Regions from separate parts of the Hordeum vulgare genome. Here region 1 is linked to region 2. A link is a contact called in public Hi-C data. All regions are on one chromosome and are shown on one strand. The core of a region is the stretch at or near the end of the contact, and the rest is flanking DNA. Distances in the headings are between cores, read along the strand shown. Region 1 holds the start of LOC123425288 (E3 ubiquitin-protein ligase EL5-like). Region 2 holds the start of LOC123425284 (protein STRUBBELIG-RECEPTOR FAMILY 7-like).

Region 1 (4,207 bases), core at 1,308-3,807, 500 kb after region 2:
CCTGGGGGATGGGCCCTCCCTGCCAGGTGGTCGGGGGGTGTGGCGCCGAACGGCTAGGCGTCACACAGTGTAGTGTGGCGCCTAGGTTTCGGACGCCACACAAAAGGGTCAGGCGGGTGAAATTTTTTCCGCGAGGGGTCACTCCGTGAGTTCTTTCCCCCCAGGGGTCATTTTTGTTAATTTTGCCGTAGTCTTGCAACGGCCTTTATCTGTCAGGTCTCTGGGCTCGTGATGACGAGGGGCTGTAGCAGCTATCTTAGTTAAGTTAATAAGGTCCTTTTTGTTTCATAAGTCCTAAGACTTTTTTAAGTTTCAACTTATAAGTCATAAGCCCGGGATAAGTCTCAATAAGCTCCTCCCTGAGAGTCTTATTTGATAAGTCTCAAATCACCACAATAAGTCCGAATAAGTCCCTTGTGTTTGGTTTAGGTGGGACTTATAGAAACATTTTTAAGTCCCTAAACCAATAAGTTTCTGAAAACAAACACCCTCTAAGGCCCGCAGTCTTGTCCCAAATAAAAAGTTAAGGCTCGCAGTCAGCATGCTACGCGACCGGATGATTTGCAGTGCAAAATCGGCAAAAAGAAACAGCAGCCAACTTGCACGAAATCACGCGAGTACCCGGCCTGCACGCTCGGGATTTCAGAAGCGGCGTTCCTTTCCTGTCCAGAACCGCAAAACCACCGGAAGAAAGGCACCCGCTCTTTTTTCTTTTGTTTTCCCGTTGTGCAGCAAAGCCGCTTTGGAGCCGTCAGCGGCCCGGGCCGGGCCGGCCGGTCAAAGGCAACGGCAGAGCGATCCACGGAGGAGCATCAGCGCGCCTGCGCGCGGCCTCCCGCATGATGGACGCGTGCGTGCCGCACTTTCCCCCCGGGGTTTCAGCCGACCCGATTCAAAAGTCTAGGAGACACCACGCAGATTTTTCAACAACGGCGGAATCATCATCATGGGCGTCATCAGCAGGGCAGCAGCGCACGGGGCCGGAGACCGCGCGCGTCACTGTCCTCCCCCGCTCCCCCGCGCGCGTCCGTCCGTGCCGTCGCTGCCAAAGCCCGGGCGCCGGACATGGGTCGCCGGCCAGCCGCGTTCGTGGGCTAGCTGCCGCCCCTGACCCCGACGGCGAGTCGGCTGCCGATGCAGCGAACCCAAGGGATGAGAGATGGGCAACTTGTTGGCAGCACTAGTAGTTCTCGGGTTTATCTGGAGAGTTTTATTCGATCGATACAAGTCTTTTTCTGCGGAGATGATAGTTACTAATCAAATCAATTCAAGCCTTATTAGTGCTGTACAGGAACATCACATGCATGCATGTGGCGTTCGATCGGTCGCGCCCGTCGGAGGCCGGACGCGAGTACGTTTTCGACGGGGCGTTATGTGACCAAGTAGTAACCATCCAAACTAAGCTATATTCTTGTTAACGAGGTTCAGATGGCTTGGTACTTAGATATGCCGGTCAACTTTCCCGGAATTCCCAGCCAAGTAAGATAAGGCGGCTTGGTACTCTTACTTAACTTAACTTGGGATGGAGCCACACTCAACCAATCCAGTTGCTTCCAGGAAACGCCGAGCCGATGCCGCCACGACCACACGGACAGGACCAATTCGCGCATTCGTTCGTTCGCCCGGTCGGGTTCGAATTGAATTCGATCGCTCGCTTGTGCGCTCCGGAGACGCATACCCGCAACGGGAAAGGGACAGCAAGGAGAAGAAGGGGGGCAACAAACCGCTATACCGAACCAACCAACCAACGAAACGAACGAACGAACCTCCCGCGATGTGTGGTCCACCCGTTGCGATGGATGGATGGAGTCCGGGGCGGGGCACCCTGGCTTGGCTTGGCTGATGCCCGCTCCAGCTCCATTGCTTCAAGCACATCGGTCCACGTATCCACGTCAAGCTATCTATCTATCGGGCCCGGGACCCGGCGTGTGACACGCGCTGCCGGCATACGGCCCACGTTTCCTGGCCCTGGCAGTTGGGTTCGTCCAAATGTGTCCCCTGATCCGGCGGTGTGTCCTGCAGCAAACCAGCCACGAAATAAATCAGCATGATCATCAGACCAGGGTACAACTAGTAGTAAAATAATTCGTGTCAGTTCACTGGGGGGCTGCGTGTCAGTCAGCCTGTCAGTGGATCTGTGACTGCCTCTGCTCTTTATATTATTTTAACTGGCGCCACGTACGGGGCCGCGTGTGCGTCGACCGGTCGGTTTCAGGGGGTTTACCGACGTGGTGTGTGGTTGCACCAACACCAAATCGTTGGCGCAACCGTGCAGCGGCGCGCGGGGCGGGAGATTGGTCGACGGGGATGGCCGTGGCGGGGAGGTCCGTCCAACGAACGAACCCACTCGGGTCATGCCCGCTCCGCTCAGGCTCAGCACCTATGGCTCGCGTCAACATATTTGAAAACCGTCGCCATCCGAGCTTTCCCTCCACAGTTCGCCCGTTCGCTCACCCTCTCCTCCAAATCCCCACACAAGTTTTCTTCTTCTCCTCCTCCCTCTTATCCTCTCCGGCCACCGTATAAGTAGCAGCGCGCGCTCCATTACGTTAAATCCCATTCCCACCTCGAAAACCTCCAGCCCGAGCCAGAGCCAAAGCCCGCTTGTGCACGCACGCACGCGCTGCCTAGAAGCTTGCGAGGACGAGGAGCATATTCCGAGGAGAGCGAGCAGAGGCCGGCTGCTGCTGTCGTTTGCACCAGGGGCGAGGCGATTCTTGTTACTTGTTGGAAGAGGAAGCGAGGGTGGTGGTGGTGTTCATGGCGGTGACGGCGACGACGGCGGCGGCGGCGGCCACCATGCTGGCGGCCGTGATGGCCATCTTCCTCTCCTTCGTGCTCTGCTTCTACATATTCCTCTGCGCCAAGAGGTCCCGGGGCGGCGCGCCGCCGCCGCCGGGGAGCGGCGTGATGGCGCACCTGCGCTACCTGTTCTGCGGCGGGGACGGGCGGGCCGGCGCCGGGGACGGCGTCGCACCGTGGTTCTACGACGGGGGCCTGGACGACGCGTCGATGGCGTCGCTGCCCCGCCGGGAGGTGGCCAAGGGGGAGGCCATGGACTGCGCGGTCTGCATCACGGAGCTCGCCACCGGGGACACGGCGCGCGTGCTGCCCCGCTGCGGCCACGGCTTCCACGTCGACTGCGTCGACATGTGGCTCAGGTCGCACTCCACCTGCCCGCTCTGCCGCTGCCCCGCCGTCGACGCGCCGCCCCTGCCGCCCGCGCCCGTCCAGGCGCCCGAGGCCGACCAGGAGTCGCCCAACTTCCCCACCAACGTCCTCTTCTTCGGCTCCCAGGACGACGTCAGCACCGGCCGCGCGCAACCGCAGACCCCCGCCGCAACCACACCTCAACCAGCGCCTGCTCCCTCTCAACCGCAAGCGCAGCCGCCGCCCGCCGGGGCGTCGTGCGGGCTGCGGCGGCTTCTCGGGTGTGGCGGCGCGTCGCCGCCCCCGCCGCCGCAGGAGGAGGACGCGGCAAGGGACATAGAGATGGGGCTCGCCGGCGGCGAGAGCAGCGCGTCGTCGAGGCAGGCGAAGCCGCAGCAGCCGGCGGGCTCATGCTGACGCCCCGGCTGCCACGGTGGACTTTTCCTCCCCCCAACCTTTCTGCGATGTGCCGTCTTCCTTGCGTGGCGTCATCGCAAGTTTTCCCAGTGTCTCCCTTACTCTTACTCGGTCTCGGAGTAAAAAAAAGCTGTACAGATTTTTATAGACGTGTGATGTACATGTGGATAGGATGATCATGTTCCGGCATGACACCACAGGAAAAGAGAAGAAAACAACTTTGCCTGCCTACATTTCGTCGTTCCTTCTCATTCTTTGTACAACTTGCAAGCGGTCAATTCAGCTGCGGCAGCGACAGCAACCCACTAATACCGTTATTCAGTTACTTCCATTCTCTGTCGAGTAGCACTAACTGCAACTGCAAACTGCAAGCCTGCATGCAGCCGTAAGCAGTGCTGATACTAGTAGTAGTATATTCATTCACCCTGCCGAACTTGTTGTCCGGCTCTTGTTTTCCTCTGGCCACCGGTTGCGAATGTCAAAATTGTGCCGAAATTGTCATATCACTCTCCCTCATAATGCAGCATCTGTCAAGAGCCTGCAGGGACCTCGCTACGCACGTACGCGCCAAAACTGGGGATTTGACATGCGATAAGCTGAGAAGAACATGTATGACTGCCCTCCATTGTTCGCCAACTCC
Region 2 (4,274 bases), core at 1,363-3,862:
GTAGTATTTCACGTAAATGACTATAACTATGTTTTGTTCTTACTTTTTTCTTCCCAACGTAAGTATTTTTAAACACACAAAAAAGGATTTTCTTAGTTCATATGTACCAATATTCCCTTTCATTTCCTTCTACACCCAGAAACAATAGTTAACTCGTCTTATGGGATTGGGAATATGGCTACTCATTCCATCACTAATGTTGTAATACTGTGAAGGATAGTGATGTTCCGTATGATTCAGTTCATTCTATAACAAGTTGGAATTGGTTATTAAAGATTTTGTAAACAATGATTAATTAGACAGTTTCGAAGTTGACTTTGCAAATAACTAGTCATGTCTAATAAGGTATCCCCATTATTTTGTAAACGAAGACAAGTAAGACATTGAGGGCTGTCACTGCATAAGAATACACAATTTTTGGGAGAATCAGTAATACAGGTTGATCGACATTTCAGGTAAATGACTGTAATTGTGTTTTGTTCTTACTTGTCTTCCCAATGAAAATATTTTTCAACACAAAAAATGCAAAACGAAATTATTGTTTAGTTCATATGTACTTCCTCTGTCTTGGTTTATAAGACATGTGTGTCGTTCTAGGTTGATAATTTAACTAGGTAAATATGTATTATATTTGATGAAAAATATATGTTTAGAAAGTACATCCGCTTAAGAATCCAATGATATACTTTTGGTGACATATAACTCATATTTAGTTAGTCAAATCGATGACCTAAAACTACGTGCAAACCCTATATACCAAGACGGAGGGAGTAGCAAATACTTAACTCGTCTAATGGGATTGCAAATGTGGTTACTCATTCCATCGCTAATGTTGTAACAGTGTGAAGGGTAGTGATGTTATGTATGATTCAATTCATTCCTGAGTGTTGGAATTGGCCATTAAAGATTTTGTAAACAATTATTAATTTTATATAGTACGGTTACAAAATAATACCAGACGTGTCTTGCTAATGTTTGTAACAGTGTGGAGGATAATGATGTTATGTACTGTATGATTCAGTTCATTCCAGCGTGTTGGAATTGGTCATTAAAGATTTTGTAAACAACAATAATTCTATATTACAAGTGTTACGGTGATTGGGGAGTTTACATGCCGTCCATCCACACTAATCCGATGGTGAAAAAATAGGAGTTACGAGGAATGACGAAAATGAAATTACGGGAAATTACACGTAACCGTGGGACCAATACAAAATTTTGATGGAACCAGTTACTTTACCATTCTTTCTTTTTATAAAAAATAATATCTGTAAATAATTTTTCAGATCCGATGGTTAGAAAAAATTAAAGACAGAGTTACATGACCATCGACAATTTCGAAGTTGACTTTGCAAATAACTAGTTGTCTCTAATAAGGTATCCCCGTTATTCTGTGACCAAATGCCCATCAAAGTTAATTTGATTATGGAACCAAATGAAATATTAATAGAATCAAGGACTGGGTTTTCTTGGCAATCACACAAATATATTTTTCGGACGAGCAGCTGTCTGCAACCTCGCACAAAACCAGGCATAAAAGAAGAAATGATCTGAATTTTTCACAGACTCCCTGCTGAAGTCTGACATCTGGGTGCATAAAACCAAGCAGTTCCCATCAAATGCGTCATGAGTACATCAAGAACAACGAAGAAAGGGTGAGGGGGGATAAATCGAGAACTTGTCACAAATTTAGCATCACTGCTAGGAAAATATTACTATAACCTTAGGAAAAATAGAACTTCTGAAAACTCTGCTATCTGATCATCCCAAACTTCAATAGCCCTAGAATCCCCACCACGAAAGGACCAAAGAGCAGCAGCAGGAAGGGACGAAGAGCTACAGAAACATCTTTTCCCGGCTTGGTTAAATGACACACCTACCAAGGAAAATGTTTATGGGATGCCGATGAACAAAGTAGAGCTCCAAATTGACCAAAATTATAAAAGCAAGGAAGGGTCGAATGAGACTGTTGGGTTCCATGAATCATCAGCAGCGCAACTGTTTCCTGCTCTCATCTAAACCTAACATTTCAGGAATCCAGGAATGGGCATCAAAAGCGGCCTGTCTACAGCTGAAGTGAACCACCAAAGCAAGGGGGGGAAGGAACCAAGAACACAGATTTTCCCCATCCGTTGCTACTCAGCCAAGCTAAGAAATGCATTGTTTCTTGGTTTTCCGAAGTATAAAATCAAACAAAAAGAACAAATAAAAATGGCTATATGAAGTAATAATCTCACTGGCTTACCATCGTTGGAGTCGGTGTTGGCGTGAGCCCCCATGGAGGCAGTGGCCAAGAAGAGCAGCAGCGCTCCAATGGCCGCAGCTCCTCTCCCCCTCATCTTGGCCGTGGCCGTGGCCGTGGCCGTGGTCGTGGTCGTGGCTGCTGCGTTGGTCATGGCAGCAGTAGCTCGTCTGCACTCTGCAGGCTCGCTGCAACGCCCAATAACTTATGCTCCGAAAAAGGTCTCTTTTGCGCCCCCTGCTTTTGTTTATTTGGTATATTCTTTTTCTTTTTTCTCGGTGCTGACATGTCCTTTTTTTCCCCAGTGGATTGTGTATTTGTCAGCAAGCTGGAATCAGGGAGGAGGGGAAGGGCTTTAAAGAAGTGCACATCGCACGCTGAGAAACCCCTCGGAAATGGCAAAAACTAATTATTCTCTCACTGGTCGTGTCATCTTCTGTAGCGCTCATTTTGGGGGCTTGGGGCCGAGGCAAGATTTTTGCGCAGGCCGGTTGTATCGGCTTGATACAACGAGTGAACGAAAATATCAGCAATGCTACATATACAGTCAATTACGGACTGATTTTGTTTACATGATGACATGACAACAGGTGATTGGAGAAAAAAAGAGTGAGGCGGGCCATCCATATCGTTGGTCAAAAAAAGGAAAAGATGTTTGCAACGTCTTTGTACAGCTTTTGCCTTCTTTCCAGTGAGATGAGATTTGTTGTGCACGTATATATTGTTTCGAGTAAGTGAAATGCTGAAAACAAGAAGGAACTCTTGTATCCGCATACCAAAAACGCACAGTTACAAAAGAAGATTTGGGGCCAAGTTTCGTTCAGAAGTTTTATACTAGTGCTGTATCAGGAAGACTGCCACTTGAGCTGATGCGTGCGTGTCCTTGCGGGGAAAAAAGTTTATGTATGCGCAATGACACGTTGAGGAGGTGAGTGGAAGATGTTGCGGTCACTTCTTTTGTGGTGGTTGTGCGTCGTGGCTCCCATGCCGGAACGTTGCCGTCCGTGCGCGGTCGCTTTTGCTGATTGGCAATCAACCACACCAGATACAGGCGCTCGCATGCGTGTGCAGAGTGCTCTGCACTCCTTCATTTTCTTTAGACGGTTTCAGCATGGCCACAGTAAACTCCCAGTTCCATGCTGTTCTCCTTGAAAAGAGGCCCAAAGGGATCCAAAGATGCTTCGGAAACAGGCACTAAATTTCGATGCAGCCAAATTTAGTAGTGAGTTTTTTGTAAGTAAGAATTCCACATGAAACCATTTGTTTGCTCTGACTTTTTCCTTAAAAGTGGGTGCACGTTGTTCTCACCGTGATTGCACCATGCGTCCGTGTCATGATGAAGCATAATTAACCAGTATCCTTCCTGAACATCGCTTTTCTTCCTTTTCAGCATTTTTTTTTATCTTCGCCTTTTTTTCTGGGGAACGTATCCTCGCCTCTTCTGCCCAAGTGTCTAGCGTCCAGTGCTATCCGGTTAGGCGAATAATTTGCCATGCTGACCAGGTGGCCAAACCCGTCCAATTAGTACGTTACATTACGCTGCGCCCATAACCTCGTCGTTTTCGTGGGCTGTTTTCGTCTTCAGACGGACGGCTTCTCGTCGCATCCAACTGAGGTAACGTGGCTCATGAGATGAGATACAGTGGATCAAGAATTACGCCGAGGGCGACATGCTAGTATGCACACCTGTAACTGTCTCTGCTGGCCGACATACATAGAGTTTTTTTTTTGTGTGTGTGTGTGAAAGACATACATAGAGTTTAACAGCAACGTGGACGTGTGGCATGTTGTTTAGTTCTCTCTGCTTCGTCAGCGAGTTCAGGTTGGTTGCTTAATAACCGAATTGATGGACGGGGAATCGGCTGTTGACGTCGCCCAGCACGGTTTGGTTTGAGTGGCTGCGCTTTGTGTGACCTAACCTAAGTAACCTGGAAGGTGACGGGACGATCCTCGCACTCTGCTGCTGCCGTTGCATGATCGTAGCCATCCTCAGCTTGGCATCAAAACCTAGCTTGGTTAGGCTTGTGGACAG

The links. A called contact is a pair of places that touch in the nucleus more often than the background predicts.
Region 1: a contact with region 2 is called in a Hi-C map of seedling, with 3 times the contacts expected there. The contact joins the promoter of LOC123425288 here to the promoter of LOC123425284 in region 2. A contact is called at or near these places in 2 of 6 Hi-C or Micro-C datasets (leaf and seedling).

Annotation. Positions count from the first base shown.
Region 1 is chr2H:96,601,904-96,606,110 of MorexV3_pseudomolecules_assembly, forward strand. It overlaps LOC123425288 (E3 ubiquitin-protein ligase EL5-like), which reads left to right and starts at 2,558. Exons shown (of 1, transcript XM_045108970.1): 1 at 2,558-3,798. The coding sequence starts at 2,761. The coding sequence ends at 3,567.
Region 2 is chr2H:96,097,022-96,101,295 of MorexV3_pseudomolecules_assembly, forward strand. LOC123425284 (protein STRUBBELIG-RECEPTOR FAMILY 7-like) reads right to left here and starts at 2,613. Exons shown (of 17, transcript XM_045108965.1): 1 at 2,246-2,613. The coding sequence starts at 2,396.